Regions from separate parts of the Anser cygnoides genome. Here region 2 is linked to region 1. A link is a contact called in public Hi-C data. All regions are on one chromosome and are shown on one strand. Each heading gives the region's core, a stretch centred on a gene start, on an enhancer-like site or on the middle of the called end of the contact. The rest is flanking DNA. Distances are from core to core; before and after follow the strand shown. Region 1 overlaps LOC136790676 (a long non-coding RNA gene). Region 2 has its middle 56 kb from the start of USO1.

Evidence for each region. A called contact is a pair of places that touch in the nucleus more often than the background predicts.
Region 2: a Hi-C map of liver shows a contact between it and region 1, with 2.6 times the contacts expected there. The contact joins two enhancer-like sites. A contact is called at or near these places in 2 of 7 Hi-C or Micro-C datasets (both in liver).

Annotation. Positions count from the first base shown.
Region 1 is chr4:30,395,818-30,400,554 of Taihu_goose_T2T_genome, forward strand. The region is part of intron 2 of LOC136790676 (a long non-coding RNA gene); the gene reads left to right. Among named protein-coding and RNA genes, the nearest start is that of ANKRD17, 13 kb to the left of the region's middle. Within about 2 kb of position 2,299, at least 1 of the 3 cell types and tissues checked has open chromatin away from gene starts, as enhancers often do. A contact at or near this core is called in liver, where this site is marked.
Region 2 is chr4:30,748,765-30,753,501 of Taihu_goose_T2T_genome, forward strand. No RefSeq gene overlaps it. Among named protein-coding and RNA genes, the nearest start is that of USO1, 56 kb to the right of the region's middle. Within about 2 kb of position 2,002, at least 3 of the 3 cell types and tissues checked have open chromatin away from gene starts, as enhancers often do. A contact at or near this core is called in liver, where this site is marked.

The sequences.
Region 1 (4,737 bases), core at 1,049-3,548:
CTATGTGATTGGAAACAATCCAGGTACCTAACATTCCAAAAATCATTTCTGAAAGGATACATTTAAAGGAATATGCAATTAATTTGACTGTCTCATCAGATCTATGGATTGATTTTTTTTTGGTAAGTATAAGTGTGGATGCATGTATGTCTGAACTGTGTATGAGTTATTAATAATAATTACAAATATTCCTTTCACATAGCTTTCATTTAAGTTTTAGCCTAAGTTAGAACCAAGTGTCAAATTCCCATCTGGATCTTGACCACAAATACATTTTGTCTGGAACTTTCTAGGGTTCAAAATATACAAGAAGTCCTTCTTTCCATGGGATACACTGCAGTTTGTACAGCGCTCGTACATGCACAAACGGCAGACAGTGCTTGGCTAAATGTCCAAAACTGAGGGTGTGTGCTCATCTGGGAAAGTAAACTTTCCTGTGAGACCTTATTTATGTAGTTAAAATTAAAATTATTCTTCCTTTTCTAACCAACACGTGATCATTCCCTACAGTGTTTTAATAAAATTCAACTTCAGACAACTTAGCTGTAAAAGAAACTGGAATCACTTAGAGCTAAAGGAAAAATCAGACGCTTCCCTACACTGTGGTTTCTGCTCATTGTTTGACAAATATCTGGTGCTGTCTGTATTCCCCAATGCCAGTTCCAAACAAGGGGAAGTTAAAGATTTTTTCCTCCAGCGTGAATGCAAGAGATTTATGGATATGAGTCATAGTTTCTCTACACATCATTCACTTCTTTCATTTAACATATCCCTAAATTCCTTGGTGGCCACATTTTTAACAGGTTCTCTGAGGATAGAACCATTAACTACCTGTATATTTCTGTGTGTTGTGTGGGTCATGCATATTCACGGAAATAGATAGCTAAAAGCCATGTAATTTATGAATGATTGGCTCTGCTATTTCAAATAGCAAACATTTCTGCAACATTCTCACATGAAGAAATATAAAGAGACTTTGCCTCCTGAGAAGAACACTGTCCTTACTAGTTGTATAAGGAATTGGTCTCTCTATTGGTACTATACAGATTCTTCCTGATAGGTAGTCCCAACCTCAAATGCTTGTGCTACAGGCCAATAAATGTTACAAAAGGTAAGACAGGAAGCAGATGCAAAGAGACCTAGTGAAGTAGAAAAGGTCACACAGCAGGTTAATGACAGAGCCAAGAAGGGGACCCAGCTTCTAGCTCTGCGACCTATCCATTGAGAATGTTTTTTTCTCTCTGGTTTTGTTCCTATGCTTCTCTACACGTCGCTGTTTGCTATAATAGGTAGCTTGCAGTGGGCACTGTGAGTCTAATCATTTCTAGCCACCTGTAACGTGCAATTATAGATTCAGTGTTTTTTACTCTAAGCATCCTGAATAAAAGAGGGGAGAGAAGTACAATTAATGCAGGCAAAGTTGTATCCAGATGTAATTGTATGGCCTGAATGCTGAAGTACCTGTCAAACAAGCACAAATAATTGATATCCTGTTGTTTTCAAATGTTGCTGAGGCACTAATTATCTTTTAGCATCCTTCACCAGTGCAACAAAGGATGGAGAAACACCTTACAAGCTTTTTATCCTGTGATAGTCAGACACTAAATGGAAATATCTGTAGCAACGCTGTCTTTGATTACTTGAGAGGTTACTTTCTTGGCCCACAGGATCGTTACATTTTTCTGTGTTGCGGTGCACAGCTTCTCCGTGCAGAGTTTTGTTAACAGCAGGTGGCATACTTCTCCCGACTGACTGACGACTTTGTAGAGGCTGCATGTTAGTCAAAACTAGTTCCTAGCAAATGCTGATAGCTATTTAGTTCAGCACACATAGTAGCTTTCTCTGCCAAAGCTCTCTTTTATGAAAGAATTAGGCATGAATATCAGTTTTAGAATAAACTCGATATAATCTGAGGCAGACCCGCTTTTCACTCTCCATATTTGTACCTTTCCATTTTTCCCAGTGACTCTCCTTGCCTGTACTTTTCCCACAGCTCATTGCAACAGTCTTTTCATCCACTACTGCAGTTCCATCTGCACTAGTCTTCTGCTGCAGTTTCAAATGGGTTGCTTGGCCTCGCGTGCAGGAGGTAATTAAACCCATAGTAAGTCTTTGCTGCGTGACACAAACATTTTCTGCTCCTCCGGTAACCAGACTGAAAATATTTGTGTAATTTGCTGTGGAATAACTGCCTCAGAATCTTACAGAGAATGTCTAACATCCATACAGAAAAATCCAAGGTATTATAGCTCTCGCCACCTTCATAAATTAAACCCCCTAGCTTCCAAAACCAAGGCATAATAAAAAGCTTTTGGCATGAAGAACAGCTTCCCACTTGCAATAAAATAAACAGTTTCTAAGATACTCCATGCTAACCAGTGTCTCTGCTGGAGTTTGATTTTGCATACGTTGTTAACTTCAGTGTGGCTATACACTGAGCATACAATTAAGCATGTTTGTAACTCCTATCTTAGAAGACCTGCCAATACAAAGTCTTGACTACACAGACCTCTTGGCAGGATAAAGATTCTAATTTTGACCTGACATAAATGAATCTCTGACTTTGGCTATTAGTTTTCTCAAAAAAAATATATATTGTTTGATTATTCACCAGTTTTTCATCTTCTTATCAGCGATCCATTTCTCTTGTCTGGGCCAAATAAGCAGAGCACTTTTCAAAAGTATGCAGTTTTATCTAACTTGGTTTCCAGTGAAGCCAGACAAGTTTTAGAACTGACTTTGGCATAACCAGAATTAGGTTAATACTGAGCATATTTCAAAATCCTACAGTGAGGACCTGATAACCTTACTGAGTTCTCAGATAGCTACTCTAGGCAATATTAGTGCCCAATAGACAATATCTTCCAATTTGTCTGATTTAAATCTGTCCTTGCCTAACTTAAAATGCAGTTATGTACTAAAAGGTATACTTGTTTTTCCCTTCAGAAGTGCAAGTGGATAGATTGCCTATTTGATAAATAGGAATCAAATAAAATTAGTTTATTTTTCTTTGAAAAAATAATAAATGACATAGAAATTCCTTTGGAAGCCTATTCTAAATTTCAGCTTCTCCAATAAACAATTTTTAGTTCGACTATTACGTTGTTCTATGTTGAGTTTCTGACCACCTTGATTATGAAGTTTTATTTTTGTGGGTGGCAAGATAAAATGACCTAAGTCCATGTCAGTGGAATTTTTGTTTGTTATCACACAGTACAATAACTTTGTGTTTTTTCCAAAGAACAGCAAATTCAGTTCAAAGTCTCATGAATAAATGCCATGAAGACTGATAAAAATACACCTTATCAGTAAAACAGTGAACGTTACTAGCCATTGGCTTCCACATTTGTTGTGCTAAAACCATGGCAACTACAAATCTTTTTTAGGGTCTGAGTTCATAGATCTTAAAGAAGGAAAGTTCATTCTTGAATTTCCATAGAGACAATACCTTAACTTTAAAGGCAGACCTGTTCATAAGCTGGTATCTTTCTGTTCTCTTGATTTTATACTGGGTTCAAATAGTCCCATTTTTAATGGAGGCTCTGTTTACAAGATACCTTCTAATTCACATCTAACTGCTGCACATGCCCACCAAAACAGTTTTGCAGGTCCAATTCAGGTTACATTAGTCTAGATTCACTCAGTTTCATGGGATTGCCAGTGTAAGACAAAATGGGGCCTGCAGGATCAGAAATTTTACTTTTGTTTGGGTTAATGGGAATAGAGTTGAAGGTTCGAAATTCACTGTCTAGAAGCAAAAGCACCACTGATAATGATGGATCCCGTGCTTTCCATATGCAGGATTTTAACTGAAGCCCCACTTCTTCCTGCACATCCACTTTCTGCTCACACTGTGTTCCTTTTTACACAGATTTTCTGACAGAAAGTAACAACACAAGGAACATGAGGCTTGGTCTTTTTGACACACATTGAACTTCGTACATTTTCCAATAGGGTCTCCAGGAATTATATTAATCATCTTTTGGGTTACATTTTCAGTCCTTTCACGTTTTTAGGTTGAAGATTGTTTCTTACGTTTGGCAGGTTAAATTCAATACTCAGATTTGCATTTACAACCTCGAAGACAGGGAGCAGGTGTGGGTGTAAATGCATGAAGGTGTCACTGCGACTAACACAATCTAATCTGCACATTTCTAGAAGTCAGATGGAAGTAATAACCACTGTAAAAGGCTAAGTCTTTCAGAAATGGGCACTCTTGGTCTCTGAGAAGACGTCAGTATACTAGCTGGAGTCAGAAATTGGCATTTGTTCGTGTAGGTCATAGTTGAATGCTAGTTCTAGGATTGCAGTGTTGTAATTTATTAAATTGTTCTGAATTCTTATTGGACATAGATCAGGGATAGCAGATTAAAAGATATATATCGTTTGAAAGGTTTGAACATTCTAAGCATTCACTGTCTTGACCAGTGGCCCTGGGGCCACTGAATGCAGTCGGAAATGAGATTTCCCAAGGATTCAGTACAGCCCTATCTCAGACTCCTGTTACGAATTTTACTGTTGCCTTCAGTAGGAGCACAGATGTGCTGTTGATATTTCTCCTCAAGCAGCCGTTATTGCATAAAGTAGACCTGGTCTACTTACTGGACGGTTTTCACGTAATATGCCAATTAGTTGAATCCAAAATGTTTCACTGGAAACATCACATTTCTGACAAACTTTCAGCAAATCTGAGGTTAAGTTTTCCATAGACACATACTGGCTTTAACAACATGCAGG
Region 2 (4,737 bases), core at 752-3,251, 350 kb after region 1:
GTTGTTTTTACAGGATTTGACGAATCTGAGCTTAAGAGTTTAGGAGTCCCTTCTGAGAACAAACCAGGCCACAAAAGCATGTCAAATTTGACATTCCTGATTACCAGAAACTCAAATCGAGTTCCTCATGCTGCTTTTGTACTAGTCTTATGCCTAAAAGAGAAATACTCATAACAAAAATGCAAACATTTCATTTCTGTTAAGCCAACATTCAGTTGACGTGAAACAATTACTATCTATTCCAGTGCTTTCCCTGTGGCAATGCTGTAAATAACATTTACTGTCTGGATGAAAGCAGCTGCCAACAAGAAGCAACAATATCAATTCATATAAAAGAAGCTTGCAATTGTTCTGTGGAACTGTACTCCTTAAAAATTAGTAAATGTGATACTGACTTAGAAATTTAATTTGCAAGGTAATGATTCATTTTTAATGGTGCAATTCTTCAATTGCACTCTGGGTGCAATTTTTTGTTACTTTTCCTTCTAGCTATTGTATGTCTGTCTTCCATGGTGGATTGTAGTCCTCTTTAGCAGATCATGAGCAAGTTGTCTCCAAGGCCCATGAAAAACAAAAAGGGACGTGAAATGCATGTTGTTTTTTTCACTTGGGAAGGTTTCCTCTTCTTTCACTTGTCTTTAGGTACCACAACAAACGTTGTGGTTTGTCATTTTAGGATCTTGTTCTTTCTACTACTCACAAAAGCAGTGATAACATCAGTAGACTGCTGGGGAACAACATTATTTGATGTCTGCCACTGGGCTGGCGTTGTGTACAGGGATGCAGTCTAGCTCTCCTGAAGTCAATACAGAAATTCCTACTCATCTCTGGGAAGATCAGACCAGTATTGCTAAAGACAGTTTTGTTTTTTTTTTAAAGACCAGGACCCAGGAGCATTTAATGTGAAAGCACAATTAGCGCATGGGCAAGTCATGTGTTTGTGCACACAACTGCAAATTAGGCACGCGATGGTTGTGGTAATTACAGGTTCAAATCCAGTTTCCATTAAAGTGGGCATTTTCCACTCTGCTTAAGACTTCCAGCATGATCCAACATGAGTCCAGCAGACAGAGTCCAGTCCACAAGCCCATGCCATCCACCTCTCTGCCTTTTCTCATCTGCCGTGGAGAAGCCAGGAGTAAACTACGACAAATAGAAAAAAAAAACTATAGACAAGGCATTGTCTATTAAACATTGAAGTAACTTCTCTAGCACCTATCAAAAGTAGCACTTAAGGCCAAAAGCCATTAATGCTGCTCTTGTGGGAAAAAGGATACACACCTAGAAGGCGAATTCATCGAGGCGCTAGCACAGTGAGGAGCAAGGCAGAGACCCACGTGCTGCCACTGTCCACTTGAAGAAGAAAGGGGAGACCCACAGGGCAGAGGAGCATGCTGCCACCCTGGCTGTGAGCTGACATGACTCCTGGGGAACTGACCTTAGCTGCCAGGGACTTGAGTGTGCCACAGCCCACCATCACCACTGCCCTGAGACAAGGAGGAGAGGAGAGGAGAGGAACCCACAGCCCCAGTAACTCTTGTTGCTTCTATGGGCATCAGGCACAGCTCCTGCGAGGTCGGTGGACCCACACTGGTCCTGCAGTTGTGTAGGTAAAACAAAATCAGGGCCCAAGCCTGAGAATTAGGGCCCTTTCCAGAGGGAAAAAGAGCTCCACTCCCAATGCTACGCCCTTCCTTTCCAACCTCTCCCCTAAATCCAGGTTACCCAATTCCAACATGATTTAGCTCACAGCTAGCTACCACTTTGAAATGCTTTCCTCCTGTCACCCTTGTCTGCCCTTCGCTATTTCTTAACCGCTCTGTCACATGCCTTGCATTGCATGACTTAATCATTTGAGACTTTGGACTTGATTTACATATATAAACAAATAAAAAGTTACACACCTGCAGTTGATTCGGCCAGCTGGCAAATGCCTGAGCAGAAGCTGCATTCCTGGATCATGACATTTAGCAGAGCACCAGACTTACACAAACTGCTCACCGATAACTATTGGCAGCAGCCAGTGCCTATGCCCCCATTGGCCTTTCTCCCACGAAGGTGAGGTACAGCAAGAGGAAGGCCCAGAGCAGCAAATCCAGCCATCTCTGCTCCTTTTTGCGCAAGCGCCTTGTGTTTGCTCCAGCACATGGCCCAGGAAATCCAACCAGTTTAGCAGGAGTGCTTGGGGGTCTCCATGCAGGAATTGGTACGCAGTTGTATCTGCAGTTGTACACACAGGTAGCAAAGACAGGGCCTGATCCTGAAACGTCTCTGTCTCTGTGTGGTAGCTTGCATTGGAAGGGGGGGGATGAGGGAATAGGAACATTAATGTCAAGCCCTGACCTCCTTTAAATCATTAGCAAACCTTCCTTTGCCTTGTGCACATGGGCAAAATCCTCAGCTATTTAAAATCTGAGCCAGGTGGCAGTTGTGGCCCAGGGTACCCCCTTTGTCCCTACCACACAAGCTGTTCTAGTATTTCATCTCCGCTGTCAGTTTGTATACAGCTTGACAAAAATGGGTTGCCACTGAGGGCCACAGTCAAAGGTATAAGCTATGTAAGTTTTCTGTACGAACACCAAAGCTTGTCTCCTCGCCTCCTGTCTTGAATATTTTGACACAAATGGTTCCATACATGACAGATCTAAACTTAATGTGGCTCAGAGGCAAACAAAAATCTACAGATAGCTGTGGCACTGGCAAAAAATCAGAAATTTCTGTCTGCAAGACTGCAGAATGGAAAAAAAATACGTAATTAAAGAAGACCTGCATAGTTTCAATGGAACGGTAAGTGCTCAGCACTTTCTGATGAGGGATTTAGACTTAGACATGTGAAGAACTGAGGTTAGTAAATGATCAAACATGTTTTTAATGTGTTTTTAACAGTTAACATTTCTTGGCATTGTGTGAAAAGCACTGGTAACTCCTGTGGCAGGAATGAGAGTGCCCACATGTTTTAAGTTGGGTATGTATTTAAACACTTAATTAAAACTCTGGGGCAGTGCAAGTTTCATTAATAATAATCCAGTGTTTCACCACAGGATACTTTAATTGTTCTTCATCAGGAAGATGTGATCCCAGAGACAGAAAGATTATGCATTTAAGAGGCTGAAATGATAACATTCAAAGCACTACCCTACATGATAATGAATCGCCTGTTCATCCTGTAGACTTTGATGATAGCAAGCAAACTGCATGCGTGTTGGGCAGCTGCTTTTGGGGACAGACTTCGCCTGGATTACAGCAAATCTCTGGATAGCAACTTATCTTGGTTTAGGGATGCACAGTACATCATGTTACTTCGCTCTTCCAGTTCAATTTTCATAAGACCCTTGAGAGCTTTGCAACCCAATAATTAAGCCTCTCAACTCTATTGAGAAATAAGCAAGTAGGAGCAACACAGCATCTCAGCATAAGCAATGGAAAATCTAGATGATTGATTGATGTGATTTGGGAAATCCTGTGCATAGATGGCATTGCTACCTAGGCCCAGGTGGCAACTGAACACTTTACCCAATGTGGCTGTCCTTGCCGAGGTGTAACTGTGCAGAAGGCACTGGCTGCGGAGATGCCTTTGGAATTAAAAAAACAAAAAACAAAAAACAAAACAAAACAAAACAAAAAAAACAAATGAAATCAACAGAGATCATGAAGAGATATCGAGACTTTCTCAGGGACATCTGGGGAGTGCTTTCTAAATCAGCTTTCATTCTCCCTACCAAACTTCTAACCACCCCGGCCTTGTCTCTGCACTCTACTGCTTGTGACTCAAATACTTTCAGTCAGGAACTGGGCAGGAAAGATGTCTGGAGCCAGCGTGCAGCCACACGACAGACCTGTGTGTGGAGTATCTTCCCTGTCTTTGTTCCTCACATTTAGAAAACTGCTCCCTGCCTCGTGTCTTCTAACCTCTGCTGGAGAACTGACCATCCACTACATGCTATAGCATGAGGTGAGACAGGTGAGTATCCAGGGCACAAATGACAAAGCAAATCAAATGTCTGATCATCACAGTCCTTTCCAGCTGTGGCCATTTACTCCAGTTCCCTGCAGGACAGCCAGGACCAGCCCCTGGTGGTCAGCCTCTGAGGGGACACAGGCAAGGACAGCTGCGGTTCCTTTAGCACTCCCTCCCTGCAAGCTACTCCTCCAGCAGGATTTTATCCCACATGGCATTTTAAGCTAACATGAAGAATTCTTCTGCTCCTTTTAGGCAGAGGTTTGTAGGCAAAAAGTCATGTTATAAAGAAGGAAAAAAAAAGGTTGCAGTTGTGCAGATGAAGTGGAACTGAAAGCAAGGTTGTGAAACTGCTAGGAACTAGACAAGTGGGACAGGGCAGTTGCAGAGCACTGAAGGGCTTGCAAAGATCTTACCAGCCATGTGTGCTGCTGTCTAGAGCAGGATGCACAGAGAGGAGACATCCCCAAGGGGTGCTTACAGATCGATGGCACGCAGAGAGCACCTGGTGTGGAGCTGAGCATCGTGGGTGAAGCAATTAACTAGTTAAAAAATACAGGATAAACATGCTAGAATCTGATAGGGGAGTACATGACAGAGAGAAGATGGAACAAGCTCAACCCAGATGAAGGGCAGCCACGGGATACATGCAGAGGGCTGGACAAATGGTAGCCCCTCCACGTGCTGGTCAGCCACTGGCCGCCGCTGTACACTTGTGCTCTCCTGTGTCAGCCGGAACAAACATCCCTCCTGTGAAACCTTGCTTACAGCCTGGCCTG